Regions from separate parts of the Mus musculus genome. Here region 1 is linked to region 2. A link is a contact called in public Hi-C data. All regions are on one chromosome and are shown on one strand. The core of a region is the stretch at or near the end of the contact, and the rest is flanking DNA. Distances in the headings are between cores, read along the strand shown.

What was found. A called contact is a pair of places that touch in the nucleus more often than the background predicts.
Region 1: a contact with region 2 is called in a Hi-C map of muscle stem cells, with 3 times the contacts expected there. The contact joins two enhancer-like sites. A contact is called at or near these places in 4 of 484 Hi-C or Micro-C datasets (the C2C12 cell line, adipose-derived mesenchymal stem cells, muscle stem cells and 1 more) and 1 of 9 other capture datasets (embryonic stem cells).

What each region holds. Positions count from the first base shown.
Region 1 is chr1:78,863,223-78,866,000 of GRCm38.p6, forward strand. The region is part of intron 3 of Gm29536 (predicted gene 29536); the gene reads right to left. Among named protein-coding and RNA genes, the nearest start is that of Kcne4, 48 kb to the left of the region's middle. Within about 2 kb of position 1,334, at least 30 of the 459 cell types and tissues checked have an H3K27ac peak or open chromatin away from gene starts, as enhancers often do. A contact at or near this core is called in muscle stem cells, where this site is marked.
Region 2 is chr1:78,530,802-78,533,797 of GRCm38.p6, forward strand. The region is part of intron 6 of Mogat1 (monoacylglycerol O-acyltransferase 1); the gene reads left to right. Among named protein-coding and RNA genes, the nearest start is that of Mogat1, 21 kb to the left of the region's middle. Within about 2 kb of position 1,525, at least 40 of the 459 cell types and tissues checked have an H3K27ac peak or open chromatin away from gene starts, as enhancers often do. A contact at or near this core is called in muscle stem cells, where this site is marked.

The sequences.
Region 1 (2,778 bases), core at 84-2,583, 330 kb after region 2:
GAGGACCCTGGCCTGACATCCACTGAGGATGGCCTTGGTCTGGCTATGGCTGTTGATTGTCATGTTACAGTCATGATGCCTGGGTGTCGTCTCTTTGGGCTGGGAGAGACTCACTCTCTCCTGGCACCCACAGCTTAGTATCTCCAGGCCAGAAAAGCAGGGCAGAGTTCATGATGGAGTGGTAAGAACTGAGGCAGAGCTCAGGGGATCTTCTTCTAGTCTGGGCTGTCACTAGCTGAAGGACTTCAGCAAGGTCACTCTTCAGCTGCTTCTCAGTTGCCCCTGTGATGAACAATCAGAGCTGGTGCAGCTCTTGTTCCTTTAATCTATTACCATCTCCCTGTAGTGTTTATGAGGTCTCTAGCTTATAGAAGAAAAGGGACAAAAGTTATTTGGCAGTTATTGTATGGTAGGTACTCAGATAGGCTCTTGATGTCGCTGTCACATTTAATTTGTGGAAGATGTCATTCTGGTTTCACAGCTGCATTACCTGAGCCTCCGGGAAGTTAAACCTGTGTTACATCATGGAGCTGTATGTTAGTGAAAAGATTGCCTGTGAAGAGTATCAGGAAGTTCTATTTATGTTGGCCTAAAGAGCATGGTGGGCTGTGAAAAGGGAGAAAGGGGTACAAGGACTTTCTACCTCTCTGGGGCCTTTTGTTCTCTGCTGGTTTGATTGCTAGGTTGTACGTGACAATATGGTTATAGCAGCTCCAGCCCCCACATCACTTCAAGTGACAGAACACCAAGGAGATTCCTCAGATGTGGGACTTCCAGTGTTAAAGCCAGGAAACTCCCAGGCAAACTGTTAACTGGGTCCCCAGCATTGGCTCAGCTTCAAGTCCAGCAGGAAGCAGGATGCTTCCTTGAATAACTCTTGCAAAATGTTCTGACTGGCTTAGAGTTGGCTGTCTTAGAGCAGGTTCGGACATGGAATCAGTTTCTGTGGAAAAGGAGATGCAGGAATGAAGGCTGGCTTAGGCTTAGAGATAGCTTTGCCTGGCCATATGCATAGGACCCTTTTGTCAACATGTGAAACACGATACATATTGACAAAACCAAAACCAACTCGATAAACAAAATACAAAATACTGTGATGAGGAAGGGGTGAGAGAGAGGCTGTGTGGCTGAATAAGGATGCCACACGTTGCTGGAAAGTGGTAGAGGCAACTTCCTGACCCTTGGCTCCTTACTGGGAACCTTGACGAGGTAGATAATTCCAAGAGATGTTATGGTCACTTGCCAGGTGGGGTCAGGAAAGAACACCCAGTGTGGTTAAAGATCAGTCATTCTGACGCAAGAACTTGGGGGAGTTCTTGGCTCTGCGGCCTTTGAATAGAGGACAGATCTGTTTCTTGGCTTCCATGGCCTGGCAGGATTTATGGAGGCTTGAGGACGGGGTGCCTGTGGCATGTGTGGCTGATTCACTAAGTACACCGACTACTACAGAAGTGAGTATAAGCTTTCAGTAGCAGAGAAGCCTGCAGTGGGTAGCAAGGCAGAGCTAAGCCCACTCCTCAAGGAAATAGGGCCTTTGTGCACAGAGAAGGACATTTATCTAGGAAATCTCTCCTGAAGATTTAAAATGCTGCCGTGTGTGCAGTACCAGCTTGGAAATTGCTGGCTGCTAATACTGCCTTTTATTAAACCTTCCAGCAACATTCACTGGAAAGCTACTAGGCTAAAGGAAAGATTATTTTTGGCTCCCCTACTTCCTGTTTTAGGAGAAAATGATATTCCAGAAAGACTTAACCAAGACTGAGAAACTGCTCACATAATCAAAGTGAAGATAGAAGAGAAATTTCACACTGAAAGTTTTATTCCAAAGTGAGACAAAAAAGTGTGAAAGTCGTTATGAGGGTGGCAATAGAAACATACTGTAATCAAGAAAAAATATGCTTTATTTAAAAAGACCTAATGTTCAAGGTACTGTATGTTGGAGAGGATCAGTGTTGAGTTTATCGTCCCCCATATGGGACATTTAGAAGTGTTACTCCTAGGCATGACTCAATATATGCTTACCCCAAGATTTCCTTGTATCAAACCCCCTAGAAACCCAAATGAAGTTCTATAGAAATTCACTGCGGTCTGTTTTTCTTTCTCTGCCTTCTCTATTCTTCTTGTCACGGTGCCTTGGTTTCTTCTTCCATTATCGTCCTTACTGTTTCCTTTTTCCAATTTACCCAGAATCCGAGGGACTGAAGTCCAGGATTACCACGGGAGCAAAGCCTGACCACTGTCAACACAGACAACTTTAGCATAAGCACCTTAATTGAGTTTTTAGTTTGTGACTGAAATAGAATGGGTTTCTGGTGAGTTGATCAGAGGCAGAAGACAACACAGGCAGAAAAAAAAAAGAAGAAAAAAAATCCTGAAGAGGGGAACAGAATAAAGAACATGCTGTTTGTTTCAAAACTGCCCTTTTAGGGTTAAAACAGAGGGGACTTCCTTACTGTCTTGATTGGAATCTTCTAATTTCCTGGAAAATGGACCTATATCAAAACTAAGTTGGACTCTGTAACCCATTATAAAGTGATTCCATTCTCGTTTGATCTGGTCTGCTGGGGTCCATGAGTCTTTCCCATACTTCAGCACTATTAAGAGTCCCTGTGATGGCCCTGCAGATCATCATATGATGACCATATGGTCATATGACCAAACTCAGGCTAGCGGAAACCATTCTGAGCCTTTCACCTAGATACTGGGGAAATGTACCTGGATTCTGCTCAGAATGTGCAACTGCGGAGGCTGAAGGGCATCTTTATTTACATAAATCTT
Region 2 (2,996 bases), core at 275-2,774:
TTCTCTTTCATAACAGTCTCACGTAGCCCAGGCTAGCCTGGAACCTAGCTAAGTAGCCAGGTGTTCTTGAACTGCTAATGTTTCTGTTTCCACTGGAACCGCTCCTGCTGTGTTACACGGTGTACATGTACACACATTACATTTTCTGCCATCAGTTTATATGAGCTTTGCTGTTCAGATGTTACTATTTTTAGCTGCCATATTTAACTCAGGTGGGATGTAGGAGTCTGTTGATTAGTTACTACGGGGAACACAGGCACATTTCAGAGTACAACTGCAGTTTCACGATCTGCTGGCTCACTTCTTTGGCTTCATATCAGTTCATCATTTTGGCTCCCTTGTGTAATGCTGTTGATTTGGGGGAGAAATAGAATGGAAATTTTGAGATATGATTTGAGGAGTAAGTTTAATTAGATGCAGTGCATATGCTCCCATATGAAAATAAAGGGCATTCTGTTGAGTTAAAGGATTATAGTTATTACCCCACTGTGTTAATCTTTTTTATTAAACTAGAGTCACTTGCCATCTGACATAGTTAAATTGTGCCTTTCCTGACAGAGCCAGAGTCAAATGCAGTTCCTAAATGTGAGCTAGCTGTCAAGACACTATTATCATCCATACTGTGCACTGGGCTTCGTTTGGAAACTCAGAATAAGGGGACATTCCATTGGCTCCTCCCTCTGCTTCCTCCCAGTGATTCTTAGTCCACAGCAGCTCTGGTGGCCTGTTATTATCTGAAAAATTTAAATGAAGCTAAGAATATGAACATTTCGGGGCTGGAGAAATGGCTCAGCGGTTAAGAGCACCAACTGCTCTTCCAAAGGTCCTGAGTTCAAATCCCAGCAACCACATGGTGGCTCACAACCATCCATAACGAAATCTGATGCCCTCTACTGGAGTGTCTGAAGCTACAGTGTACTTACATATAATAAATCTTAAAAAAAAAAAAAAGAATATGAACATTTCATAAAAGCCCAGCTGTCATAATCTTAGGACAACAGAAAGGGAGTCAAGGATTCCAAACTAAGCATAGGCCCAGGATGCCAATTCCCAGGCAGCTGAGGCAGGAAGATCACGAGTTCAAAGCTGACCTGGGCTGTGGAGTGAGTTCAAGGCCAGCCTGGACATACGCTACCATAGTTAGACTCTATTTAGCTTAGTGGTAGAGGAGTCGCCCAGCATGCGAAAGTCACATTCGGTTCCCAAACCTGCAAGAAGGAAGGCTAGGAAAGAGGAAGAGAACAAAGGAAGAGGGAAACAAGAAAAGGAGGGAGAGAGACTGGCTCTTGGGAGGTATGTCTTAATGGCTGTGGCTCACGAGTCCTGAGCTGTACACAGATTGATATTGACTTTAGGAATCCTTTTCGTGCATCAGGGAGACGGGCTGAAGGCAGTGGTGAGGTTTAAGGTCTGACTCCAAGTGACCAGATGTGTTTCCTTTTCTCTCAGCCTTGGATTTTCCAATTCTGAGAGAGAAGGTAAGCATAACTGGCCCTTCCTCCCTTGGGCGTCTCCAGGGATCACGTGTCATGGCGCACGCGCAGCTGTGCGGGCCCCAGTGCTGGGAAGGCGCAGCAGACGCACAGGACAGCAGCCTTCCTGACCAGCTTGTGAGGGTTCCCAGTGTACTGGGCTTTCCATGAACAGGGATTCCTGCCAGAAGGTTAACCCGGATCAAATCGTGAGGAAATAGACAAATGGCTTATTTAAAAAAAAAAAAAAGACAGTTTGTGGAAGGACCCTGAGGAGGAGACACTCAGAGGCACACAGCTGTTGTGAGCTGGGAAGCAAATGCAACCGTGACGAATGAAGCCCTTGACAGAGCTTGAATGTGGATTATGAAATGTCTCATCATGGCGTGACTCTGTGCGTGATCATGGCGATTCCTAGGACACTTGCCATTCTTAGAAAATAAAATAGGGGTGATTCACACAACTGAGTTAGTGCCATCCATGATCTCACTTCAGATGTTTTGCAGACATAAATAGCATGCCTGACATGGTGGTACATGTCTTCAGTCCCAGCATTTAGGAGGCAGAGGCAGCAAGATTGTTTCACGTTTAAGGCTAATCGGGGCTACATACTAGATCCTGTCTCAAAACAGAACAAATAAATGAACAAACAAACAAAAACCCTAGTAAGAAACTAAGTAGGTAATTTGGCTGGTGGAATGCTTGTCTGGCACGCACAAAGCCAAGATTTGATTCCCAGCATAAAACAGATAGGGTAAATCAATACCTTTAATCCCAGCACTGGGAAGGTAGAAGCAAGAGGATCCAAAGTTCATGGTCGTTCTGTGCTATATAATGACTTCAAGGCCTGCCCAGGCTATAGGAGACCTTGTCTCAAAAAATTATATATATATATATATATATATATATAATTCCTATGTATGCTGATGTACATATGTATACACACACATGCACACACACACACACACACACACACACACACACACACACACATATATATATATATATATATATATATATATACTCTTACACATACAAAGCACACAAGGAATGGTTGCATGTGCTTTTGGCATTCTTTCTAAAAGGATAAAGAAATGTGTTTTATTTTAATGAAACTAATTCCAACCCACAGAAGAGCCAAATAGTCCACTGTGTCTTAAATCATCATATACTAGAGGGGGGAGTACAGGCTGAGGGATTTCTGAAATAGAAGGAAAAGAAAGGGGTGAAATTTAAGTTTTATTTATAAACTTATTTATAAGCAGGAGATTTAAAAAGGAAAGGCTAGTGTCATGAGGTCTCACAGAAGTGGGTTAGGAGACACATTTATATGCTGGGTTCACCAAAGACAAGCAGTTGCGGGAAAGTATCTAAAGTATACGTAGAGACTAAAGCCAGGAAAGCATAATTGTAACATAGTCTGCAAGGGATCTCTTGACTACTTCCCTGGTCTGCTGAAAAGAATTTTTTTTTTTTTCCTGATACAAGGAGAGCATCGCTTACATGGGAGTTTTAGTTCCTTCT